Linked DNA regions of Mus musculus: region 2 is linked to region 1. The links are chromatin contacts, called in public HiChIP or PLAC-seq maps. All regions are on one chromosome and are shown on one strand. Each heading gives the region's core, a stretch centred on a gene start, on an enhancer-like site or on the middle of the called end of the contact. The rest is flanking DNA. Distances are from core to core; before and after follow the strand shown. Region 1 overlaps Vps13d (vacuolar protein sorting 13D). Region 2 overlaps Tnfrsf8 (tumor necrosis factor receptor superfamily, member 8).

The links. HiChIP or PLAC-seq counts read pairs in DNA pulled down with a chosen protein or histone mark.
Region 2: a contact with region 1 is called in a FOXA1 HiChIP or PLAC-seq map of pancreatic cancer cells. The contact joins two enhancer-like sites. A contact is called at or near these places in 1 of 484 Hi-C or Micro-C datasets (muscle stem cells), 5 of 115 datasets of contacts at active chromatin or transcription factors (the NIH/3T3 cell line, bone marrow-derived dendritic cells, embryonic stem cells and 1 more) and 2 of 9 other capture datasets (adipose tissue and embryonic stem cells).

The regions. Positions count from the first base shown.
Region 1 is chr4:144,997,149-145,003,263 of GRCm38.p6, forward strand. All of the region lies in intron 67 of Vps13d (vacuolar protein sorting 13D), which reads right to left. Among named protein-coding and RNA genes, the nearest start is that of Gm36317, 37 kb to the left of the region's middle. Within about 2 kb of position 1,558, at least 172 of the 459 cell types and tissues checked have an H3K27ac peak or open chromatin away from gene starts, as enhancers often do. A contact at or near this core is called in pancreatic cancer cells, where this site is marked.
Region 2 is chr4:145,276,529-145,282,359 of GRCm38.p6, forward strand. Tnfrsf8 (tumor necrosis factor receptor superfamily, member 8) reads right to left here. Exons shown (of 13, transcript NM_009401.3): 11 at 998-1,023. Among named protein-coding and RNA genes, the nearest start is that of Gm36233, 14 kb to the left of the region's middle. Within about 2 kb of position 2,648, at least 40 of the 459 cell types and tissues checked have an H3K27ac peak or open chromatin away from gene starts, as enhancers often do. A contact at or near this core is called in pancreatic cancer cells, where this site is marked.

The sequences.
Region 1 (6,115 bases), core at 308-2,807:
TGCAAAAGGGTCAATCAGAGGGGAGCAACCACTACCTCTGTCTCCTCCCACAGCCTGGCCAGGCCCAGTGTTCCCATGGATACAGCAAGGAGGGCCATGTATGTGACTTTGCCAAACTGCAGTTGTCTATAGGACTTCTCCCCGGCCTAAGAACTAGCTTATTTTTACCACACTGTCTCATTTTCTGACCCTGAATAGCAGGAAAGAGTGTTCCTTCTTCTGTGAGTCAGCAGGCTCAGAATAATATGCTCTGACAGAAGAGCTGGAGGTGTTAGCAGGCCCAACAGGGACCTGGGTATGCATGGTACAGTTGTTAAAGGGTCCTCCAGGTAAGGCATGCATTGTGAATCTACACGTTAAGAATGGGAAAGAGCACATGCAGCTAGTCTCCCAGCATGCCCCAGTCCCAACGCACCAGCAAAGGGAATAGTGACATCTGGAACTGGTTTTGAGGCTCTCCAGCTGCAGATACACAAGACTGAAGGGGCTTATGGCTGTCCCTTCTGATTCTCATCAGGGCCAAACACAAGCCAGAAGACAAGCTGGTTCAGAAACCGAATCAACCTCACTTTGAAATGCTCTTCACTCCCCGACCTCCTTTGAAAACAGAATTAATAGTCCAGGTGGAAAGAGATCAAAATGAAAGATAAGGGCTCAGGTCCTCTCAGGTGTATTTTGAGATTTCATTCAGATCAGATGTACCCTGGGTCAGAGTTGACTTCCTAGCACCTATCCTCTTAGGAGACAAGAGCCAGTAAGAATGAATTCATTTGTATTGTTGGCCTGAGGAAGGGGTGGGGGCTGTCTGTATAGGCCTGGAAAAAAAGGACACATACAAATTGTGTTAGAGACATGCCATGAGCCAGAGAGATGGGGGTAAGATGCTAGATACTGCCAGACAGATGGGGCAATAAGCGAAATCTCCCAGACCTGGTGCCAACCACTGCTCACACCCAGCATGTGGCTTTCTAATTGTTTCCCTGTGCATGGGTACACAGGCTTGTGAGCAAGACAAAAAGGAAGCAATAGACAATGCCCTCCTGCTCAAGCTTTCCTGTAGCTCAGAGAGAGGCAGGTATAGCCAAACCTCCTCTGATACCAAGAAGGGACACAAAAGCTCTGTCCTCTCTCCCTAAAACTGAGGGTTTCTTTTTTCTTCTGGACCCAGGCACAGACAGCAGACAGTGAGGGCAAACTCTGGCTAACTAATGATCAAGTTCCTTGGGGAGGGAGGGGCATAAGCAAGCCCAGAGCAGCTCTGATGCTGACAAACGGTGAGTCATGGGAGAGGCCAGAAGTGACTCTTTGGTTGTAGTTCTTCGAGGCTCCCTTTCCAAAGGATTGCTCAGACCAGGGAGTGGGACCAAACTTCCTTCTATGTGGTACAAAAATCATTGAGGACTTCCTGGTGTTCTGGATGTAGATTTTTGCAGATAAGAATCTCTATGAATGCTAGTTAACATCTGGCATATTCAATGATTAATTATTAAACAGAACCAAAGAAATCCAAAGAGCAGCAAAATTTCTTCATACAATTTGGCCTCATATGGAGGGTGAAGAGACACATGCAGTTTGGGTTTAGCAATCGTGTAATGGAGTCCAGATGACAACTCCCTCCATGCTGGAGTCACCATCAGAGTCTCTTGGGGCCTTCAGAGCACCTTGACAGTGGAAACATGACTAACAAAGGACCCAGAGAGAGGTCTTAGGTTGGCTGGGCACCGTATCTCTTCCCTTACCTCTAGAGTCTTTTACTCAGGCCCACAGCACCAAAATAAACAGAAATCCCCTCTGGCCTGCCAAGGGGGCCACAGCATGCTGAGCACATCTGATGCAGCAGGCACCCTACCTACACAGAGACTTCCTGTGCCAGCTGTGTAGCAGCTGGTTCTTGCTCCCAGGTGATGAGCAGATAAAGAGGGACTTCTGGAAAGTAGATCAGAATTAAGGATATAGCCAGGGAGTGGCACTGCTGCTTTCTGGAAAGGCAGATTCTGGGTATAGAAGGGAGTGCCACAGTTCCTGGGTACAAAGTATGGTGACCTGGTCTCTGGACATGAGCCAGGGTCCCTCTGCTCTGGAAATGACAGACACAAAGCATGGCCAAGGACCCCAATGAGGAGGGATGGGCTGACAAACAAGATGAAACTACCCCAATCCACTTTCCCTCCTAGGCCCTCTGAATGCAGGTAGCTATATTAATTAAACCCATGTCTGTCTGCACATCTGCTCATGTCACGGTTCCTTCTGAGAACTCAGGCTGCCTGCCCTTGCTGAGATATCTACTTGCCCATGCCCTCCTTAGTGAGGGACTAGAGCTCCTTTGAGGCCACCTGGAACACCAGGCCTTTCCATAAGGCAGCCTTGCACCTGCTCTGATCAGCATGGGGCTTGGCCCCATGAGAGCCAGAGAGCAAGGCCCATCTAGAGCCTCCACAATGCTATGCAAAGATACAGCATCCAGGCATCAACCACTCTGCCACCAACACAGCCTCCTAGGAGACGGCTAGGTTTCCTGTTGTGTCAGCCCCGTTTCCTTCAGCAACATTATACTGCAAACAGAGAGCCGCTCTGAAGAAAGCACCGTGGTGTCCCATTTCTGGGCTGGGGGACGGGGGAGGGATGGAGGCAGACTGCCTAGCTGTTCTGAAGGGGAACATTCCAGCACTGTGACCCCCTCAACGTGGCTTTCCTTCCCTCTCCCCAGACCTGAAATACTGTTTGAAGAAAGGAAGCATGCAAGCTTCCCTGTGTGACCTTGGATGGGCAGGTTCTGAATGGCAGCTGGGTCTATTACATGCCGTGTGAGAGGGTTAAGCAGGACAGCCTCAACTCTTTATAAACTTTTGCCCTGTGGATATGTACTCATTGGCGGCAGTACAAGACTCGAGCTGTATTACACGCCTTAACGATATGGTTCAACTGTCGGTCAGGCTTGGGCCTGGCAACGGGCCAGACCGCAATCAATGGGACACAGAGCCTCCCCCTTTCAGATCATCACGAAGGCTCATATTATCTCCTTTTCGTCGTGCTGGTTAAATTTATGGAGCAGAACCCTGAAGCTGCATTCCTTGGGCCGGGCCGGCCCACGCGGCCCTCCCTCCCTTTGTTCGGTACTGTAAGCGAGCTGTGCTTCGGAGGACTGCAGGGTTGTTAGTTCAGGCCCTGACTGTTTGCTCACGACTGAAATGAAGAGAGTTCAGTGGAAGGGCAAAAGGACAGCCCGAGTGTAAACCCCATCCCAGCAGGCCCTGGGCCCCTATATATAGGCCCCGAACTGCTCTTCAATGAACAACTTCACTTTGTTCTCACAAAAGCAAAATCTTTAGTCTGATCCCTGGCAAGCTTCTTGCAAAACAGCTACCAAGTCCTCATGCATTTGATTCCCCACTTGAACTCGGCTAGGGCATTAGGAGGAGGCATATTCTATCTATAGCCATCTTCTAATCTTCCTGGTTTCACAGGAGACAGGAGTGCAAACACTGACTACTAGCTAGTCATACTTTTAATACATAAGAAAAGTCAACTTGATTTTCAGGGCTTGACCACCAAAGTAGAATACATAAGCATCACATATGAGTGTGTGAATGCTTGCCATGTCTGTTGAGCCATTGGTCTTATAAACTCAAGCAGAAGGTCTCAAGCATCAGATCTTCTGAATATACCCATTAGTTTGCCCTGAACCCAGGGTCTCTGATTGGCATACACAGGGCTCCCTTTGGTTTGATGGTTAGCCTATGAAGAAGGCCCTCCTTGCCTGGCTCCAGTGGCTCATCTGTGCTCAACACTGATGGAAAATGTACACAAATTGAAGAGGGAAGCTGATCCCAGTTTCTCCAACCAGTCAACTAGAAACCTGTTCATGAGTATCCGCAGCTCTCTGTGTAATGAGACTGCCAGGTTGGATTTTAGAGATCTAGAATGGTGAGTAGTCACTCTTCTAACCGGAGTTCAAGCATAAGAGATGGGGGAAGGAGACACATAGAGGTGAGGAAAATAAGATCAAGATCAACCAAAGACACTACAAGAAGGCCAGGTAGGAAGCCTCTGAGGGATCATTGCTGACTGGACAAATAGTGACAATCCCAAACCATCTGAAAACAACAGACTCCGTCCCAGGGACAGCACACGCACAGGCATGTTTTAACTCTGGGCTGAGGCAGGCTTGAGTCAGGACTTTGCTTCAAGCTGAAGCTACTTGCTCCCTCATTCCAAGCAAGCCTCATAGTTCCAAGGGACACTCTTGGTTATCCTCAAAGGCTTCTTTGTCCACGACCCAATGCTCAGAGATTGACAAGCCAGTGAATCTGTAATTCCCAAGCCTAAAGCACTTTTTTTTTTTTTTTTTTTTTTTTTGGTTTTTCGAGACAGGGTTTCTCTGTGTAGCCCTGGCTGTCCTGGAACTCACTTTGTAGACCAGGCTGGCCTCGAAATCAGAAATCCGCCTGCCTCTGCCTCCTGAGTGCTGGGATTAAAGGCGTTCGCTAAAGCACTCTTAAGATAAGGGCTCCATGGGCAGTGCTTAGGATGAATTGATCATAGAAAACTGTCTCTGGCTTTTTAGAATCCCTCTTGTCAATTCTTTTACATATTCTTTATTCTGATTTGATAAAAATATTACTAAGAACCACGTGAACCAGAAAATGAGAAGCAACAAAAAAATAGGCTCATCAAGGAAATTCAAGAGAAATGTGTAATCTGTGGGACTTGTCTCCACTTGCTTACCTATGTGGTTAGAGTTCAGTTAGCCTTAGCCACAAGGACACCTCGCATCTCCAGGGGCAGTCAACAGAGCACGTTTATTGTATTGCCGCATGGGTCATGTCAATATAGATAAGTGAATGTAGCCTCCTTTAGAGATCATCAGGTCATGTAAAGATCCATGAAGACCTGATTTGGCCCACAATGAAACTCCATGCATCGAGAGTCTCTGGAGTATTAAAATTTGTGAAATGGCCTATCCCTGAAAATGAGAGTCTGTCATCAGCAAACAGTAACTGGGATAACTTATAAGCAGTGGACTTGATGTCTTTACTTCTTGTTGGACCATTGCTATCTTAAGGTCACTTTTATGACAATATCCTAGGGACATTTGATCAAAATTTACAAGGACACCAGACTCTGAAAATGCCGGAGCACAAGTTGCTTACATAGCAGAGCAGCTGGTCCTGCCTGCACACTTGCCACTGCCCACTAGTCTCTCTGGCTCTCTGTGGGTTACCTATTCCACTAGCTCCTTGATGCTGCTCCTTATCACTTGCATGGTTAGGATACGAGATAGGTTTGGGGGCCTAGGAGGGAACAGATTTTGGATTTATTTCAATAACACACACATCCACTCTTACTGAAAATGCCTCTCAAGGTCTTTCTTTTGATATTGACCTCTTGACCAGCAGCTAAAACACATAACAAAACAAAAACTCAAAACAAAACAAAAACCCAAAACAATAACAACAAAACCCAAAACCCTCAAAACACACACACACACACACAAACCCACCAAAACCCAAAAAAAATCAAAACCAAAAAACCACCACCAACAGGAAAAAAAACAAAAACAAAACAAAAAACCCAAACCACTGAGAACATTCATGTATGCCTTCAAAAAAGGAGCATGTGGGAAGTAGTCCATCTATAGCAGGCTCCTGGATGTTTCATCTTATGTAGGCTGCAGTGACCCACTCTACCAGTTTGAGTTAGCCTGGTATGTCTGCAAGTTTCCCAGAGGTGAACTCTGAGGAAGGGCTGAAGCAGTAATGGGCAGGCTAGGCCAATGACTCACTCTTCTGGGTGATTAGATACAGCCAACTTAAGTGGTGGTCAGTCCAGCTATGGACAGGGATAGAGCCACAGTTGCTTAGGAATGTTTTAAGTACCTTGCAGCCCAGACTGACTTAATGCCTTTAATTTTAACATAACAGTACTGAACATTTATGTATTGCATAGACGTTCTTCCCAGCATCTGAAGAGTCAGCCCTTGTGAGGAGTCCTCTTTTTGATGGGGATTCAATAGGTGTTCACTATGCCATATACGTGTGACCAGGACACAGATGACCCTCTCCCCTTTGCCACTGGAGAGAATGACATGGGTGGGGTTGGTTAAAAGCTAAGCTGC
Region 2 (5,831 bases), core at 1,398-3,897, 280 kb after region 1:
TCAGCAATTGTGTGTAGCCTCCCCAAAGCCCTGAACCTGGCACACATGAAGCCTTCTGTAAGAGACGATGCATGTGCTCCTACCCCTGATCTCCAAGGAGGCAGCTAGGGGCACAGGGCCCAGCACCAGCTCTGAACTCCCACAATGCAGATTCTAATGGAGCCACCAACTGCTCCTGACTTGTCGGATTGCCACTTCCTCTTTTACCAAAAATGTGGCAAGAGTAACCATTCCTGAGAGTCAGAAGGACTCTGGGGCAATGTCTAGCACAAAGAAAGGGGGTCTAGCAAGCCGGAAGCAGTGCTCACACTTGGATTTCAAGGTCAGCGATGGCTGCACAGTCAAAGAAGAGACAGCTGAAGAGGGAGTGCAAGTGCCTAGCCGATGGTAAATGCTCAATGCTCAAAGTATAGCTAACTTTGTAAGTGTGTGCTGCTGGTGTCTATGGTCTCACTTGGCAGACAAGAGTCCCAGAGGAAAGAAGAGAGCCTCCCTCCAGACTAGACTGGGTATCTTAAAATGGCCCAAACCAAGCTGTTGTCTGTAATCCCTGCTGGAAATCCCCTGGGGCTGAGCCAGGAGCTGGAGGTTGCTGTGGGGTGGAGCCCTCTCTCTCTAGTTGAACCCTACCAAGGGGGCCCCAGGCCAACACCCTGGGTACCTAGCTTCTTGACCAGTAACCTTGGGTGCCAGGGAAGAGGATAGCTCTGTGGTCCTTCTATGGCCCTAGCAGCCCCGAATCAACAGACATGTAAGGAAAGTAGTCAAACAAAAGGACAGAGGACGGAGAGATGGCTCAGCAGTTAAGAGCACTGACTGTTCTTCCAGAGGTCCTGAGTTCAACTCCCAGCAACCACATGGTGGCTCATAACCATCTGTAATGAGACCTGGTGCACTCTTCTGGCGTGCCTCAAGACGGGAACAGTGTACTTATATATAGTAAATAAATAAATCTTAAAAAAGGACAGAGGCTGAGGTGGGTGGAGATGGCACTTACGGTTAGCTTTTCAGTAGGACAGGAATCTGTAAAAAAAAAAAGAGTAGAAATGTCACCAAAGACAGTCTGACATCCCTCTACCACTTCCCATCTGTTAACAGATAGCACCCTGGGAACACCCTGGGATCTCAGTGGGGCTGAGCCTGGCCCTCTCCAAGGCTCAAGCCCTAGGCTGGCAGTAGACAATTTAAGGATTAGTCCTTGGCATGCCTGAAGCCAGCCTCTGAGGCAGGAGTGTGCTGGGGCCTCCTTTCCACAGCCTAGACTGCAACCCTTCTGCAGGACACTCCTGTTCTGTCTGCCTCATTTCTCTTTGTACCACCAATCTGAGGGCTCTGGAGATGCCTGGGTCATCATTCTCAGAACACAACCCTTCTCTGCCCACCTCAGGCCCTGCCATTCACCCCGGTATCCTTCTGTCTTAAATAGAGACCAGATACCCACATACATTATAACGTTTAAACTTAGCTCACCAGCTCCCTGAGAAAGGAGGAAGTAGCCACACAGTATCAAGTTCAACCCAACCCAATCTATCCCAGGTCCATCAGGGACAATCCTGTAGGGGGACAGATCCATTACTGACTCCCAAGGGGTCAGTTAGGGTCCCTGCGATGCCATCAAGGTTCATGCTGTTAAGGCCAGCATGCCTGGTGAGCTGCTTCTAGAACATGCTTTCTGGCTTAGCAGTTTGACCCTGAATCCTAATTGATATATGCACAGCAGATTAACCAACAATGAACAAACCAAAATGTTATTTGAGCACTCTGCACCTTGGGATGAAGTCTTAGAGGTCTGGCAGGTAAATGGGCTAGAGTGGTGTTCAGTCTCAGATTGGCAAATGTACCACTTGCTTACAGAACCTGGCAACCACCGTCCCCAGCAGAAGTGTTACTTCAGGAAGTCATGGCTTGTTCTCTTTAGGTGATTACTAACCACCCAGACCAAGTCACTGACACTTTAGGTACTCTCTGACTTGAGACCACAGAGTGTTTTGTTTGATGGGTGCATACACACACACACACACAAGTGTGTGTATGTATGCATGTTTTATTATATTACATGTGCGAGTGCTTTGCCTGCCTGTGTGTTTGTGCACCATATGTATGTCTGGTACCCATGGAAATGAAAAGAGGGTTTTAGATACCCTGGAACTAGAGTTATAGACAACTGTGAGCAACCATTAGGGTGCTAGGAATTGGATCCGCCAGAGTCCTTTAAAAGAGCAGCCAACACTCCTAAGCACTGAGACATCTCTTCAGCCCAGGATTTGCTCATTTTATTTGTTGGATTTTTGTCTTGTGAGACAGGGTTTAAGTGGTCATTTTAAAAGTTTTATCAGTAAAACTAAATCTTTATCCTTTGGAAACAACCTTGAGTTTTGCAATCAGCCAACTAACATGTGGTGCCAAGACATTGTGGGAGCCTGGGGAAGAAAAAAAAATGTGTGCTAAAGAAGCAAGAGAATAAACTCTGTCTTGAGAAAAAAGCAGGTAGGCTAGAAGCTGAAACACTGTAAGTAGGTACCATCTCTTTACAGGGTCTTTTGGCTAAAACCCTTGTGACCTTTGAATCATGGCCCCTCCCTGCCCGATATGGACCACACCCTTGGGAAGTCACACAAATGAAGACAAACGCAGGAGTGTTTATAATTACTTTAAAATTGGAAAGATGCCAAATGCCAAACAATACTGTTGCTGAGCCATCCATCACAATACTTCACTGGAGGGAAACTAGCCCTACTTCCTCTAAGATTCAGCCTTTTTATATGGGAAATGGGACAAACCTGGCTAACTCTGGAGAGGGTTTATGAAGATAGAGATCTCAAAATAGCAGATGGGGCAGGAGGTGAGAGTCAGGGAGGCATTAGTGGTAGAGCAATTGTCTCTCATATGTGAAGGCCAGGACTCTATTCACACCATGAACTCATCCATGTGTTCTCTCCCCCCAACACCCAACACACACACAGTAGGGTTCCTGTGATTAGCCACCTGGAGAACAGGGTGTGATGACAGGGCTCTGTGCGCTAAGGTTTTCTGTCCCCAAATCCAGAACCCTGTTCTCATTGTGCAAAAGAATTTTAGATAAATCCCAACAGGCAAAATCCTGCAAAATGTCTGACCAGTGCTGTCAAAGGCCACTTAGGTCAAAAGTCTAAGAAGCTTTCACAGGGGAGCATAAGGAGATGTCTGACTGAATATAAGAAGGGTCCCTGGCACCTTAAAAAGAAACCAAGTAAAGAAATAATAAGTGTGTCTTTTGTTGTTTAATCACAATATTTTGAGGCTGGAGAGGTGGCTGAGACATTAAGAGCACTGGCTGCTCTTCAGGAGGATCTAGATTCGGTTCCCAGCATCCGCTCACAACCTCTGTAACTCCAATTTCAATGGATCCAGTGCCCTCTTCTGGCCTCAGTGGGCACCATGCTTGTGGTGTTACATACATGCAAGCAAATGCTCATATACACTTTAAATAGTTAAAAATTAAAATGATAATTACTGTTTATTTCTTTAAATGTGCTAATATGTAACCCCATTAGAAGAAGTCAATAATAAAATCATTTGGGCATGGCCACATTGGGACTCCATTATTTTCTCAGTTTGAGGAGAGGCGTAAAACACTGGCCTCGAACTTGTCCAAGGATGATCTTGAACTCCCGATCTCTCTCTCCCTTACTCCCAAGTGCTGATATTACAAATGGCACCATCACATCTGAGTTTGAAACAGGTTCTCACTATGTAGCCCTGGCTGCTGTGAACACACAGAGATCCACTTGCCTCTGCGGGGATTAAAGGCACAAACCAGCTGCCTCTGTCTCCCAAGAGCTGGAACTCCGGGTGTGTCCCACTACACATTTTGAGGTTCTGATGATTGTCCTCTTTTCTGGAGCCTTTCCAGGCCGTCTCTCCACCTAGGGAACCCATTGATTAAGTCTGTTAGGTCTCCAAAAGCAGATTTCTGTGTTGGGGGCTCTCCTGCCTCTTGCAGCTTTGTGATGGGACTGACCGCACAGTGTCAGAGATGGAAGGAACGGATTCCTCTTATCCTAAAATTCTTCTAAAAAGTGAAGCCTCATTAGGATTTTTCCAAGCTAAATGATTACCAAGGGGCTGAGGACCCCCTGTAAGAGGCCCCAGGTTTGCTAACACAGTTTAGATTTTCTATGACAGGAGAAAAAAATGTATAGATTCTAACTTTCAGAAACAAGCATGTATTTACATCAAGGTGAAAAAAAAAAAAGCAGAATCTAAAGCTGGGCAGTGGCGACCTTTGACACCTTTGATCCCAGCACTACAGAGGGAGGCATAGGCAGGCTAATCTTTGAGTTCAAGGTCAGTTTGGTCTAAAAATCAAGTTCCAGGACATCGAGGGCTACACAGACAAACCCTGTCTCGAAAAGCCAAAAAAAAAAAAAAAAAAAAAAGAGTTACATTAAAAAAAATAGAGGGCAGAATCTAGAGGGCCTCATCCTCTGCCAACAGCCTGCCCTGTTACAGCCTGTGAATTCTCTGAGAAAGACCCAAAGTAGAACTTGCCAAGGGCAGAGTTCAGATTGCCCAAGGCTCTTCCCTTAAAAAATAACGATTGCGTTAGCCTGCTTGTCCTCATTTGTTGGTTTCCTTGCTTTTTGGAATAATCACAATCTACTTGTAAATCTATTCCGAACCCCAGGGCCCAAGTCCAGGACAGACTGTACAGCAGTGGCCCCGGGCTCAGCTGGCTGATCACTGATCCGCTCCAAAGGCCACGCTTGGAGATTCATGAGTGCCAGAGATTTAAAGCTCTGTTCCTACTCTGAACTCTCAGTCCCATGGCAGAGCTGTGGGAGGCAGGACAGCTCTGACGTAGAAGTTTGCAATTGGGACCAGTAGACTCAGTAAATAGACTCCCTAGGTGGAGAGATGACCTGGAAGGGCTCCCGAAAAAAAAGGACAATCCCCAGCACCTCAAAATAGCATGTTGGAGTACCAAGTGCACGAGAAGCAAAGGCAGGTGGATCTCTGTGTATTCGTGCTGGCCAGGGTTACATAGTGAGAACATCTCTCAAAAAACAAACAACAAACAAACAAACATAAAAACCCTACAAAACAAAACAACAACAATCCTCCCCCTGACACACATATACAACAAGAAGTTCAAGGCTAGTCTCAGCTACAGGACATATTTGAGGACATCTGGGCTACATGAGACCCTGTCTCAAAAAATGAAAAACAAAACCAAAATGGTACCCGCAACACAAAAGGACATGTCTGGAGGGATTCCTGCTACCCAGCTCTGGGACAGTGGTTAAGAATTTGCTACAATGATGGCAACATTAAAATAATGAAAGAAACCTATGAATGCACACAGATATACATACACTAACAAGAAAACAAACCTTGATTAAAAGCAGAGCAGGTTATTGACAAATCTCTAAACCCTCCTTTACCAGTCATTACCAAGGCATTATCAAGGTGTGGCTTGGCTGATGGGTTTGCAAGAGTGCTCCAAATACACAGTGCCAGGAAAATGACAGATGGAAGTGTGGCAGGAAGCTCCCCAAAGATCTCAGCATCAAAGACTGATGGCCCAAGTCCATTCTTGTAGTTTGTACTAGAGGTCAAGACCCAAGATCAGGACTACAGGCCAGATCAGCTCATGACTCTCCCTAGTGTGAAGGCTTTGATACCCAAGGAATAATTGGGAACTGACCAAGATGAGAGGAGAACCACAGATCTGGTGACCAATGGAAGCATGGGATCCAAGCCAAAAATGTTATTGGGACACATCAAAAAAACCCATTCTGACCAGGTATGACGGCACTTCTAGTTCCAGCACTAAGGAGACAGAGGCAGGT